Linked DNA regions of Zea mays: region 2 is linked to region 1. Evidence: chromatin contacts called from public Hi-C data. All regions are on one chromosome and are shown on one strand. Each heading gives the region's core, a stretch centred on a gene start, on an enhancer-like site or on the middle of the called end of the contact. The rest is flanking DNA. Distances are from core to core; before and after follow the strand shown. Region 1 holds the start of LOC100284930. Region 2 holds the start of LOC103629467.

What was found. Hi-C and Micro-C count contacts between places; a contact is called where the count stands out from the background.
Region 2: a contact with region 1 is called in a Hi-C map of tassel, with 4 times the contacts expected there. The contact joins the promoter of LOC103629467 here to the promoter of LOC100284930 in region 1. A contact is called at or near these places in 2 of 25 Hi-C or Micro-C datasets (ear and tassel) and 1 of 3 datasets of contacts at active chromatin or transcription factors (leaf).

Annotation. Positions count from the first base shown.
Region 1 is chr6:79,429,981-79,436,980 of Zm-B73-REFERENCE-NAM-5.0, forward strand. It overlaps LOC100284930, which reads left to right and starts at 5,114. Exons shown (of 2, transcript NM_001370685.1): 1 at 5,114-5,531; 2 at 5,671-6,408. The coding sequence starts at 5,211. The coding sequence ends at 6,135.
Region 2 is chr6:79,724,515-79,731,833 of Zm-B73-REFERENCE-NAM-5.0, forward strand. It overlaps LOC103629467, which reads right to left and starts at 4,325. Exons shown (of 3, transcript NM_001323509.1): 1 at 4,045-4,325; 2 at 3,868-3,957; 3 at 2,241-3,722. The coding sequence starts at 4,168. The coding sequence ends at 2,446.

The sequences.
Region 1 (7,000 bases), core at 3,864-6,363:
GTCCTCACCACAGAATAAGCAATAAATTTTCCTGGGCTGATCCCCATATCTTCCTCCGAAGCCCCTGCCGCCTCTGCCCCTTGGAGCTGGTGGCCTGAAGGAGCTTTGTTGCTGTCCCGAAGAATGTGAGGTATGCTGTGGCCGCAGAAGCTGGCTTCCTTTGTCATCATTCTGACTGGAGCTGTGGATTGATCTGACATGCCTAGGGTGGATTCTTCCTCTAAAGCCCCTAGTCATCTCAGAGAATCTGTAAGCTTCCTCCCTTCTTTGGCGGAAGTCGTTGTCAGCCCGGATGTACTCATCCATTTTCTGAAGCAGCTTTTCCAGAGTCTGGGGGGCTTCCTGGCAAAGTATTGAGCCGTAGGTCCTGGTCGAAGACCCTTGATCATGGCCTCAATGACAATTTCATTGGGCACTGTGGGCGCTTGTGCTCTCAGTCGCAAGAACCTTCGGACATATGCCTGAAGGTATTCCTCATGGTCTTGTGTGCACTGGAACAAGGCCTGAGCTGTGACTGGCTTCGTCTGAAAGCCTTGAAAACTGGTAACCAACATGTCCTTGAGCTTCTGCCATGACGTAACTGTCCCTGGTCGAAGAGAAGAATACCACGTCTGGGCCACGTTTCGGACTACCATGACGAAGGACTTTGCCATGACAGCTGTGTTGCCTCCGTATAAGGATATTGTTGCCTCATAGCTCATCAAGAATTGCTTTGGGTCCTAGTGCCCATCATACATGGGTAGTTGAGGTGGCTTGTAAGATTGTGGCCATGGGATAGCCTGCAATTCTGCTGCCAGGGGAGAAGCATCATCAAAAGTAAAGCTATCATGATTGAAATCATCGTACCATTCATCTTCGTTGAACGAGCCCTCTTGATGAAGCTCCCGATACTGAGGCCTTTGGTCGTGATCATCTTGAGTAAGATGACGCACTTCCTCAGTAGCTTCGTCAATCTTCTTCTAAAGGTCGGCCAGCCGAGCCATCTTCTCTTTTTTCCTTTGCACCTGCTGGTTAATGATTTCGAGGTCCCTGATCTGCTGGTCCAACTCCTCCTCCTGAAGTGTTGAACTGGTGGCTTTCCTCTTTTGGCTTCTGGCCTCTCGGAGAGAGAGAGTGTCTTGGTTTGTGTCCAGTGGCTGTAGTGCAGCCCCTGGCGCTGTTATCTTCTTCGGCGGCATGATGAAGGTTGATGCTTTGTCGAAGATTGTGAAAGTGAGTACACCGGAGGTGAGCGCCAATGTTGGGGACTTGTTCTCAAATGCTATGAATTAAGAACAATGCAACACAGAAAGAAGTTAATGGTTAATGCCCTTCGTCCTTCGAAGCATTATTTTCCTTAGGATATAACGATCTTCGGACGAAGGTCATGAAGGACATACCTTCATCATCACAGTTTACATCGATGAAAGAAAAAGCATATGAAACATGAGAAATAACATGAATAATCATATAATATCATTTATATGTCCTTATTATATAATCATGGATGAATAAGAAAAATACTGAATTACATTTATACCTTCGGCTTGACAGAAGGCAAAGTACAAGCGTGACGCACGAGCGAGTACAAGTCGGCGTGAACAGTACGAGGGTACAGTTTATCTATTTATAGACATAGGGCGTAGCCTGTGTGAAATTACACTCATGGCATTCATGTTCACTATTGACTTAAGAACAATTTGTCGAGGACTAGATAGCCTTTTCCTCCTTAAGTCGGTTCCTTTTTCTGCTACTGAGCCGAAGCTCCCTTGCGCGCAGCTTCGGCGCTGGTTCAACCTTCGTTCCGACCCTGCCTCACTACCGGAATCGCGTTCTTTGCCGAGTGTCTAAGACACTCGGCAAAGGCCATTTTACACTCGGCAAAGGATTTGCCGAGTGTAACACTCGGCAAAGAACACTCGGCAAAGATTTCATCGGCAAAGGGTTCTTTGCCGAGTGCTTTTTTTCGGACACTCGGCAAAGACTTTGCCGAGTGTCAAAAAGCACTCGGCAAAGAAAAACACTCGGCAAATTAAGAATCGAAAAAATTAAAAAAAAACAACAAAACATTTTTTTAAATTCTAGGAACAACTCTCCACCCCCTATTACCTTACTCGTTGCCCTATCATTTTTCACTATTATTTTGAATCAAATTTATATGTTTTGTAAATGGTGAGATTCGAACTCGCAACCTCTCTCTCGCGCATACCCTCCTATACCACTACACTACTACACCAATTATGTTTATATTACGTTTCCATTCCTCATGTACTATAACAAATCGAGAGTAATTTGATTATTTAAGGCACTAAATGAGTTCATTTGAAAATGTGACCAACTATAAAGTTGCATAACTTTTTGAGATCTAAAAGTTTTATTTTAATAGTTTCTACATCCGAGACCGTTTATAAAATTTGAATTTTAAATTTAAAAACTTCACACGAAATTTTCAATGATAAGATGATTTCAAATCAAAAAAATTGTCAACTACAAAGTTTCATTATATTTCAAGACCTACAACTTTTATTTTGGTGATTTTTCCATCCGAGACAGTTTGAAAAATTCAAATTTCAAAATTCAAACATAGTTTTGCATAACAAAATGATTTCAAACTAAAACATTGTCAACTACAAAGTTTCATAACTCTTCAATACCTACAACTTTCATGTTGGTGGTTTTTCCTTTCGAAGTCGTTTTCAAAATTCAAATTTTAAATTTTTTAAATTCAGACGTAGTTTTCGTTAACAATATGACTTCAAATGAAAAAGTTGTCAACTATAAACTTCTATAACTTCTCAAGATCTACAAAGTTTATTTTGGTTGTTTGGTAATTTGTTTATCTCAGATGATGGTTCTAACAATATGCACAAATTCTATACGTCTCTCTCGTAGTTTCATAAACTACGAGAGAGATATAGGTTTTATGAACAAATTTATTTTTATTTTGTCATATGAAGAAATGTTCAATATATAAATTGTACATCATGATGAGTTATACAAATTTGTAGTTGAAAACTTTTTCATTTGAATTAATTTACTACTTTAAAATGTGATTTTTAAATTGTCTTTGCCTAGTGTTGGAGAAAAAACACTCGGCAAAGAGCTCTTTGCCGAGTGTTGTATTTGTGACACTCGGCAAAGAGCCCTTTGCCGAGTGTCAAAAAACGACACTAGGCAAAGAAACTCTTTGCCGAGTGTCAAAAATAAAACACTCGGCAAAGAGTTTCTTCGCCGAGTGTTTTCTTTTACCGAGGGTTTTTTGCGTGGCACTCGGCAAAGAGCTCTTTGCCGAGTGCCCGAAATAAAACACTCGGCAAAGAATATGACACTCGGCAAAGAGCCAAATTCCGGTAGTGCCTTCCATATTTCGTACAGCTTCATCTCGAGTCCGAATGTTCCTGTACATATACTATGCTTAGGAAACATTGTCAATCATGTTTTTTAGGACATTCGGAAGATGAAGACCTCCAACACTTTGTATACTAAACATTGTTTGTTTTGTTAGTTAGATTATCAAAACCAATACCGAAACCACATACACCTTTGCTGAGTTTAATACGTATCGGCTTCTATTGTTTCTACAGTGTTTTTGTCTCTATAGATTGCAGCTGCAACAGTTTAAACAACTGACTTTATTTAATCAGAACAGAACAACCCGGCGTTTCTTAGGCACAGCAAAAATGCAAAAAATGGGAGACGCAAACAACTAACGTAAGATAGATAGCCAACCACTTGAACGGCCACAATCACTAGCTAAGACAACGCATTCTCGAGCAGATCGCGGTAGTAGTAGGCGTATATCTTGTACCTTCTGCCACAAACCGGCACTCCACCGCATTATTGCATACTCCCTCCGTCCCATAAAGAAAGTCGTTCTAGCCTAGCAGGTGAAAAACAAGTCAAGTGAGAGATTACAACAATACCCCTAGAGGCGTGGGCTGCGCCAATCGCTCCCTGCTCCCATGTCTGCTCTGATCTCGTTGTCTAGACACCAGAACGACAATCTTCAAGGGACAAATGCCAATGCCCAAGACGACTTCTTTTGTGGGACGGAGGGAGTATTTGATATACCCCTGTTGCAACCGCAATAAATCGATCGTACTAGCTAGTGCGCCCCCTGCAGAAAAATACTCTCTCCCGGCCGCCACTAGATGCCACACGTACGTAGACGTGTATGGAGCACCTGTACTATGTAAATGGTAGTTCCTATTGAAATTCGATCCGTCTAATAGCTTGTTGGATTAGGAATGTATTAAGAGGATTAGAGAGGATTAAATCTCAATATCCTATCCGTCTCGGAATTCGAACAGGCCCTAAGAGTGTTGTGATTCGATCCCTATTCAAGTCCGGTTACTCAATATCCTATTCGTATCCGATTTTTATCCACATCCGTATTCTCAAAGCTGAATATTTAAGATGTCGATATGCTATTCAAATCTTATCCGACATAACTTACAAATATTCGTATCCAAATCCGAAAAGAAAATAGAAAAACAAATATAGAACAAGTAATATTTGTTCGTATCCAATCTAATTACACCACTAAACACATGGATGGAGTCTATCTAGCGTAATCTCATCTGGGGACCTGGATTACCAAGCAAATTAACCAACCCGGTTGAATACATAAATACTCCGGCGATGCTCCCACTGAGTCAAAGACGTTTGGTTCAGTTTTTTTACCAGCTTTTTTGAAAATCTGGTTGTGAGAAGAATCTGAGTATTGTGGGGATTACGTGTGGAGGAAGATGAACTGATCTAAAGGTTTCGAGATCTAGAAAAAGCGGATTCCTACTATCGTGATGATTCGACTGATTATGTGTTCATATTAATTTTAGATAGTCTTTAACAAAATATCTTATAAAAGCGATCTGAAAAGCTAAGACGTTTATCATACCGTAGTAGCTTTTAGTGAGCATAAGCTAAAATAAGCTCAAACAAACAGGGCGAGCCCGCTAATCAAAGAAATCTCCCCCATAGACTGGAGATCCACCCCACGAGCGCCCAGCTCATCATTGTCGACCACTTGCATCAGCTACAGACGTCGTCTCTCTCTCCTCCACTTCAACAAACACTTGATCTCGCGCGAATGCGCGATCCCTCTATTTATACCCCGCTTCTCTCACATTCCGTCTTCAACAACTCTGGCGAGCAGCAGTGAACGTACTTACGTCTTCCCCCAGCTAGCTAGCTATCTACCTTGGTGGTGGCGATTGATATATAGATTAAACATGGCGCCTCAAAGCCTGGATCTCGGGCTGAGTCTCGGCCTGGGCGTGGCGGCATTCCAGCCCAGCTTCTGCCACCCGGCCGGCAATGACGCGGCGGAGCGGGAGGCCAGCCCGACCGCGGACGAGAGGGAGCGGAGGTGCTCGCCCGCCGGCAGCCCGACGTCGAGCGGCAGCGGGAAGCGCGTCGCGGCGGAGAGGTCGGCCGGCAGCGGCAGCGGCGACGAGGACGACGACGGGGGCGCTCGCAAGAAGCTGCGGCTGTCCAAGGACCAGGCCGCCGTGCTCGAGGAGTGCTTCAAAACGCACCACACCCTCACTCCGGTAAGGGCGTAACTAAGGCTTCATCCTTCGATCCGACGTCGCCGTTCCTCGCCGCCTGTCGGTCGGCTGATTTGATCTTGGCGGTGGCCGGTGGGTGGGTGGGTGGCTCACCAAGGTTCTGTCCGTCTCGGCGCTGCAGAAGCAGAAGGCAGCGCTGGCCAGCCGCCTGGGCCTCCGGGCGCGGCAGGTGGAGGTGTGGTTCCAGAACCGGCGCGCCCGGACCAAGCTGAAGCAGACGGAGGTCGACTGCGAGTACCTCAGGCGCTGGTGCGAGCAGCTCGCCGAGGAGAACCGGCGCCTGGGCAAGGAGGTCGCCGAGCTCAGGGCGCTGAGCGCCGCGCCCGCGCCAGCGGCCCCTCTCACCGCCCTCACAATGTGCCTCTCCTGCAGGCGCGTCTCCTCTTCATCCTGCTCATCCTCGCCGCCTAACACGCACGCGCATGCCGCTGCAGCTGGCACTGGCAGGAGCGTGGCGGCGGCGGCGGCGACGACGTTGCCCGCCCACCGGCAGTTCTTGTGCGGGTTCAGAGACGGCGGGGCGGCCGCCGCCGCAGTGTACGGGACCTCATCGGCTCTCGCAAAGGCCCTCAGGGCGGCCAGATAGGCGCAGTCGTCGTCACTAGCTCTCTCCGCTGATCTGGACTTGCTCTGCTCACCGGAGCTCCGGCGATCGAGCGATGCCACGGAAGTGCGTGGCCCCAAGTTGCAACTAATTGCAACTGCAGAGCAAGTGTTGTAGCTGAATCATCTTTAGTTTTTTTTCCTCCGTATCTTTAGAGCGGAATGCCGCATGCAAATGTTCTTTAGAATCGATTTCATGTGGGTGTATGATTGTACTCATGCTGTGGAAATTAATAACGGTTTGTAGATGAGGTAACGAGCATGAGCATATGTGCATGTGGCGTGGTTGATGGTTCCTTCCATTGCATCCATCCGATATGGTAGCTAGCTGATCTGCTGGTGCTAGTAACGACCAACAACCGTGCGTGGATGGACCAGCCGATGTCATGTGGAGTCCGAATGATTTGGCAGGCAGATGCGCAGTGGTGGGGATGTGGGTCCTCCTGCCAATCATTGCTGCCACGGTAGGTGCCTGTGTCTTCTCTTCTACTACCACTCCTTGGGGCTTGGGCCCAGGTGGAAGTGGGGCGTGACGTGAGTGAGGAGGGTGACCTTCCAGGCTGCAGGAGGACCAGTCGGGTCATGTCTGTTAAGAAACACATCTTGATCATAAAGGCCCACATAGTCCATATGCTTGAAGTCCTATTTTCTATCTATAAATAGAGGAGAGGTTCTTATATCATGTACTGATGTACTTCTTTGAATAGTAGCACCATACAGTAATAAAGAATTAGCTGCTCTAGTACTTTTGTCTTGTTCTTATTTTATTCAGTTAAGGGGCCTTGGACTACACCTAGTAGTAAGGAGTCTTCCTTAACACGTTATCAGCATGAGGCTCTATTCAAGAA
Region 2 (7,319 bases), core at 3,075-5,574, 290 kb after region 1:
CGCTGTCCTTCTGTCAGGCCGGTCAGTGGAGCGGCGAAGTGACGGCGGTCAGTGGAGCGGCGAAGTGACGGCGGTCACTTCGGCTCTGCCGGAGGGCGCGCGTCAGGACAAAGGTGTCAGGCTACCTTTGCATTAAATGGTCCTGCGACTTGGTCGGTCGGTGCGGCGATTTAGTCAGGGTTGCTTCTTAACGAAGGCAGGGCCTCGGGCGAGCCGGAGATATGTTCGCCGTCGGAGGGGGGGGTCGGGCGAGACGGAAATCCTCCGGGTTCGGCTGCCCTTGTCCGAGGCTAGGCTCGGGCGAGGCGTGATCGAGTCGCTCGAATGGACTGATCCCTGACTTAATCGCACCCATCAGGCCTTAGCAGCTTTATGCTGATGGGGGTTACCAGCTGAGAATTAGGAGTCTTGAGGGTACCCCTAATTATGGTCCCCGACACTATTTTAGTTCTAATTCCTTGTTAAATACATGCTCCACAAAATCACTCAACAAACAAAAATAAGTGCATGCCCTGGCATGATGCAACAATCAAAAACCTGTTTTTAGGGTTTTATTAATACACGACATCAAGTTAACCCTCTCTAGAGCTTTGAAATAGACAGGAGAAAGTGAAAAGGAATGAGAAAGGGAAGGTAACACTCGAATTTGATGGATGTTAGAGAGGAAATTTTACACTCCCAAGTTCAGGGTGTTACAAGTGTCCAGTATTCGCAGGCGTGTGTCATCGTAATTGGTGAAATTAGATGGGACCACGGTCCCATCGTCCTTTGTTGACTGCAGTGTCACATGGAGCAGATATCTGAATCGTCGCATTTAATGTGCACGTCTTCATGATTCCTAAGAATCTTTTTGCCGAGATCGAGCTCAAGGTTGTCCTTCGTCCGAGATGAGCTCGGACGAGACGGAAATTGCTTTCCATAAAGGTGGTCCTCGGGTGAGTCGAGGATTTTCCACGGGCGCAGCCTTCGCCCGAGGATGGTTTCGGGCGCAACGTAGTTTTGAGCGTCCGTTGAGCGGGAGCTCGAGCGAATCGTGATTCAACCCTTGGTGGCCTCGGGGAGCGCATTTTTTGGTTTGATTTCTTTGGAAAGCTCACGGGTATAATCCGAGTGTCCCTAATTATGATAGCCCACAAATATGATATATAAAAATTGTTGTCGATGAAAAGAGATAGAAAAAGGTTTTTATATAAATAACTCTCTAGCTAGTAATTTAGAAAGCGCTTTTAGTCAAGGCGGAGGAGCGCTTGAGTAGGTAGGTCTGGCCCTTAACATCAGCATCGTCAAAAAGAAACAAACAACTGTGGTCAGATTCTCTCGAGGTCGAGGGCTCCCTAGCCTGGCTGTCCGTTATTTCCCTGCGAGCGTTCGTCTTCGAGTCCGATCCGCCGACCTTAAAAACCGCCGGCGGTCTGCAGGTCTGCTCCTGCACGGGGCACGCCAGGGCCCATGGGGAAGGGAAGGGGTAGACCGTCGGAGCACCGACCAGCGTGAGGGTTACAGCTACAGCAGCTAGCGCCTGCCTGTCTAGTGTCTACTTACTGGTCAAAGCCGCGTCCTCGTCTTCGCCCCTGCCACACGCTGGCCATATGCATCACATCCGCCGCTGTGAACAAGTCGTCGGCAGATGAGTAGTTACTTCTCCACGAGTATGGTTTTGCTTCATGAGCTGAACACGTCAAGCCAACTACCGTACTCGTCTTGCTCTATAAGCTGTAGAGTCCGTCGTCGTCATTGTGCTCATCTCGTCAAAACTCTATGCCTGACCAGGCCACCGGATCTCGGTTCTCGGATCGGGTCTCTTTATTCACTAACGCTAATAATAATAATAAATATGCATGCGCTGCCTGCCTGAACACACTATATAGGGAGACGAGACAACACGGACCTTGTCAGACGATGAAGTAAATATTTAATTATCCAGCAGCTGGTAACAATTTGGCTCTGTTTGTTTCGGCATCGGATCATTAGGATCGGTTTCTGTCCGACAAATGTTTCGCTTATGAGAATTGTTTCCGTAAAAATCGTTTAAGAAATTAACAAAAATGCAGCATTCATCGAGTCGTCACGACACGAGTAAACCGCCAATTTGTATCCTAAACTAAGAAGAGTCCTTTATCTTCCTCCGTATTCAAGCCATGCGATATCTAGATTTTCGTAACAGCTAAATTGTCAAAAAAAAACCTAGCACAACGTGATTGTGTTTACATGGCAAGGGCAAAAGAGTACAACAAATTCTTTTTTTAAAAAAAAAGAAGATTAATGACCACATGATGATCTGTCATGTAATGACATCATTAAAACCTATCTACTGTAGCTATGTAGCATCTACCTACAGAACAAACCCACGGCCCATTCGAATTCAAGGTCCTTGCCAATTAATCTTAGCTTTGGACCACACCATCTGCACGACCGTGACCACTGACGCCAGCAAGCCAAGGATGATCAGTCGGTGCTCTGCCGTCCATGGGGCAGCAGCTTGAGCGCCTGGAGCAAGGTGTTCCTGAGCCTGCCCAGGTGCGGCCGGACGTCCTGCTTGTCCAGGTACACGGCCTTGAGCGCGTCCCACCCTTTCCTGTGGACGGCGGCGGGGTCCCTGATGACCGGGTCGTCCTCGCCGTACTCCTCGCTCAGCGTCGTCTCGCCCGCCCGCACCACGTACTCGAGGTAGTGCACCTGCATCCCGGCCGCGGGGTCCCGGAACATGCCGCGCGCCAGCCACTCCAGCCCGCCGTACGGCACCACCTGCACCAGCACGGCCCCCGCGGGGAGGAACACCATGTTGGTGAGCCCGTCGCCGTGCACGCCCACCATCACGTCCGCCGAGTTCACCAGCCGCGCGAACCGCGCCACGTCCGTGCTCGCCTCCGGGTCGCCCACGCGCACGTCGAACCCCAGGCTCGTCGCCATGTCCGCCATGGCGCGCTCGTTCAGCAGCCGCCGCGACTGCCGCCGCGAGATGATCAGCAGCCGCGGCCGCCGCCGGACGTCCCACCGGTCCCCGCTCGGCGCCGCCGCCGCGCGCTCCAGCCCCAGCGCGCGCCGCAGCATCGCGCGGAACTCCGGCATCGACACCCCCTCCTCCTCGCCACCGGGCGCCTTCGTCTCCGCGCCCACGCCCAGCTCCCGGTGGAACGTCGGCCCCACCACCACGCGCGGGTAGCACCGGACCTCGCCGTCGGCGTCCGCGTCCACCAGCTCGTGCCGGCTCAACTGCTGCAGTACCGGCATGTACTTGGCGGCCCACCACGGCTTGTGGCTGCTCACCAGCAGCTGCACGTCGCCGCCGTACCGCCGCGCCGTGATGAACGCTGGGATCAGCACGTCCGTGTAGTCGTGGAACAGGTTCCCCGTGAACCCCCCCGTGGACAGCACGAACGCCGTGGCCGAGCTGTTCACCGTGCACCGCGGCGCCTCGTCACCGTCGCTGCCGCCGACAAGCGGACGGAGCGTCCACTCCTTGACGTGGGACAGCGCGAACGCGTCGTGCTTCCGGCAGTAGGGCTTCACCTTCCACTCCCGGTCCAGCGCGCCCACGAGCACCGTCTGCGCGCGCCCCACCACGCGCACGTCGCCGGCCGCCTCGCAGGTGTCCGACCGCCGGCTCGACTCGTAGCACACCGGCCTGCGCGCCCTCTCGGCGTGGTCGTCGCCTACCGCAATGGCTGCGCCTGAAATATCGGAGTCGGTCGGCTTGGACCGAGTCTCCTCTTCCTCCTCCTCTGTCACAGACAGACGGCAAAAGTCAGCTGGAATGAATCCACCGGATCTGCATCTGCTTGCTATACAGCGGAATTCGCTGCACGAACGGGAAAGGATTCGCAGCAATCTAGATCTAGGATTGCGAGAGGAACTAGTCGGTATTACCAGCTGCAGCGTCATGGGCGGTGGCCATCTCGCCGCTCGCCTTCGCCATTGCCTGCTGCTCCTCTGCCTTGATGGTGTCCCCTGTTTTACCTGCGCATACCCAACTTCAGATAAAAGCGAACCAGTGAAGAAGAAGCTGGTTGGCAAACCAAAACGCCATGGCAACAACCAGCGTACCGATCGGGGAGAACTTGGCCCTGGCGAGGGAGAGCAGCAGGAGGGATCCGAGCATGAAGGCTATGAGTGCCACATTCCCCAGCCTCTTCCCCTCCGCCCTCGACAGGTTCCGGTTGGACTTCATGGCCTCCCTCTCACCCCTCCACTCGGAGTCGGATGCTCCTCGCTCGAGGTGAGAAATATATACGGCAATACGGTAGATGGATGGAGTATAATAGGCAATGCAAGCGGAGAAGGTGTGCGGCAGCACGCACTCGCACTAGGCACTAGCTTGGTTGTTGTTGTCGTGGTTGAACAGGCCAACAGGGCAGAGAGGAGTTGAAATGGTAGTGCGGTTGACCCGGCGACAGGCATGGCTCAATTCAACGCGCACGATTCTGAGAAGCGGGGCCAGCGCTCAGCGGGAGGGAGAAGAAGCAAAGCAGCGTGACAGAAGGGCAGATGACTTGTGGCTCCCTCCAAGAGCACATTGAAAGCGGCCGGAGCTGAGGTGAGGTGAGCAGAGCAGCTGGGGTCCAGGCTGTCGTCGTCATCGTCGTCGTCGTCCTTCCTTCGCCGTGTGCCTGCCCACGCACGCGTCCTTCTCTCGACGTCGACGGTAACTGCTGCTCGCACCGGCGCGCATGCAGTTCGGCGACCGTGTTGGGTTGCGGCCGTCCTACTCCGGATCCTATATCTTTTTTAAAAAAAATCTTTTGGTTTGTTTTCCATGATTTGCGTTGCCGGATTAGGGACTTTATTATTGCTTCAACGCAGAGGACGCGGTCAAAACCACCAAACACCAGCTGTGATGATAGTACGCGCTAGCATTAACAGTTACTAGCAAAGAAACAGCAAAAACACCAATAAAAATCCTATATTTGGATCCACTGATCTTAATAGCTAGATAGTCAACAGCACAAAATCTACCGACTATTTAGCTAGCTAATTGTTGGTATAGGATTGTTATTGCTAATAGGTGGTTGGATAGTTGTGTTTAGAGGTTAGCACTTACTATCACCGTTTTTTGTCAACTAATAATAAAACTAATTCTCATCACCTATTCTATTCACCTCCCCATGCTAATAGTTAGAGATGACAATGCGTAAATCCCTCGTCAGTCACTAGCATCCCATACCTATACTCACTAAAACATAAATCTTATTATAGTTATATAATTTTCTAAAAACAGTGGTTAGATGACTTAGAATAAAACTGAAATGACATATTATACTCCTAGTCGTTTTAGCTCTTTGTTTTTTTGTCTATATTCAAATGGATCATAATGAATCTAGATATATATATAAGACACATACATCAACTATTGTATGCATCCATTAATTATCTAAAGTGAATTTTAATTTGAGACTGAGGGAGTATATCATAACATTTTGAGCTAACTCTAGGCTTTAAACCGAACCAAAGATGTGCCAAACCATATTAGACCATGTCCACCAGTTCACCTATATGGTAACCCAAAATATTGTGTTGCACTATTTTGCATTGTATGCACACTTTGCAGAGTGGAGTTTGAATACGTGTATGGAGATGATTAAATTCCTAGAGATAGCCTTATACTATTCATCAGCAATATAGATGATTATAAATGTAAAATGGAGAAGAGTCGTGTTTGCAAAAAACGTGCACGTTGCATCCCGGTGTGGCACAAGTAAACGGATTATATGGTTTGGTTGGCAAGCCATGTCGTAAATTTCTACAAGAATGGTAGGCTAATAGGTGTCACATGACTACCCTTCCACCTCTCCTCGCCCCTCAGCTCGCCGCTGCCATTTCTGCCCCCGCCCAGTCCCCCGTCTCCGCAGCCCCCAAGCCAGCTGCCACTACTAGAGGTGAGCCACTACCGAATCTGTCGCGTAGAGTTATTGCGTCGGATTTGCTCCTCCCGTCCTTCGTTGGAGGTCGGGATTTCCAAGGTCCCTAGTGCTCTAGCCTCGCTGTTAATGGGATGGGACATCTGGGCGTGGTGGCGAAGGAGGATGATTTAGACCCGCTGCTCCTGGATTTGCTCTCGGCCCATGCCTTGCCCCTACACAGCTACTCCCCTTGGCTATGTCGCCCTCCCGTGCCAGCTCCTGCCGAGTGAACATAGAAAATGGGAAGAAGGTGGTAGATCTTTCAAGACCCTCCCTAGACAGCACAATTCATTCAATCCATCTTTCACCTCCGCAGTTCATATAGACGGACCAGTCCCTGTAGGTAGGTTCAAGCCAGCTCCCTATATACCGTTGCTCATGTTGTAGATCTAGTGCAGTCCGAGAGGTCTGGTGAGCTCATTGATGGTCGCACAGATGGCTGGGAAGTGGTCAGACCTCGATATTGTTGGAGGAGGAACAAGCACAGGCCTTGCCCGAGCTCCAACGCATTACGCGAGGAAAGGAGAAAGAAGTTCCTGAAGCACGTCGAGGGTAAATGCTGCAACTGTTTCGCTACCAACCAAAGAGCTTTGAATTGCAACAACACAACCAAGTGTTGGAGATGTCTTATGGAAGGGCACCAGGTGGCTTCCTGTCCTATCCATAAAGGGGGAGTAGGGAGGACCTCATCTTTCCCCGCGTTGACCATTACCACTACTCCCTCTGCCATTTCTAGGCTCATTCTTACCTTCAAGTAGTGAAGAATTCTCCTCTGCCAATGGCTACCTTCCTAGGGGATCCCCTTGCTCAACCTATGAGGATGGATTGCGCGATCTCGGCATCGAGAGCGATTGAGGCTACAAGAGACGAGTTGGTGGGCAAGACTGTGGCCTGTTCGCTGGATGGGAACAACCATGACTTTGAACCAAAGCATATAGGAAGCTCTGGTAGAGAGGCTGGGAATCAGAGACCGTAGGATTCAGGTATTGAAAGACTTCCCAAAAGAGTATCTCATCATCTTCATTCGCTCTCAAGACCAACAGCTGGTTCTTCACCGAAGTTGCATAAACCACCGTGGTTGGGTCTTCACCTTTGAGGCTTGGAATGAGCATAGGTATGATTCTATCACCCGTTGGGGTTTTAATCTTAGGCTTAGGTTGGAGGGTATCTGTCGGTGTTTGTGACCCGACTGCACACTATGGGGTTACCCACATGATGCTTTTAGGTAGGATGGCATCGTTGATTGCGACTCGATGGTATGAGCAGAGGCACGTTGGTATTGCTCGTAGATTTATACATGTTCGTGCTGCTTTGAATTGCGTAACACCCTACTTCCTATTGAGGCTATGTATTGATTTCTGGAGTATGGGGATTACAAATGAGCTTTGTGATGGCTCAACTACTGTGGGTGAGGATGGGGTG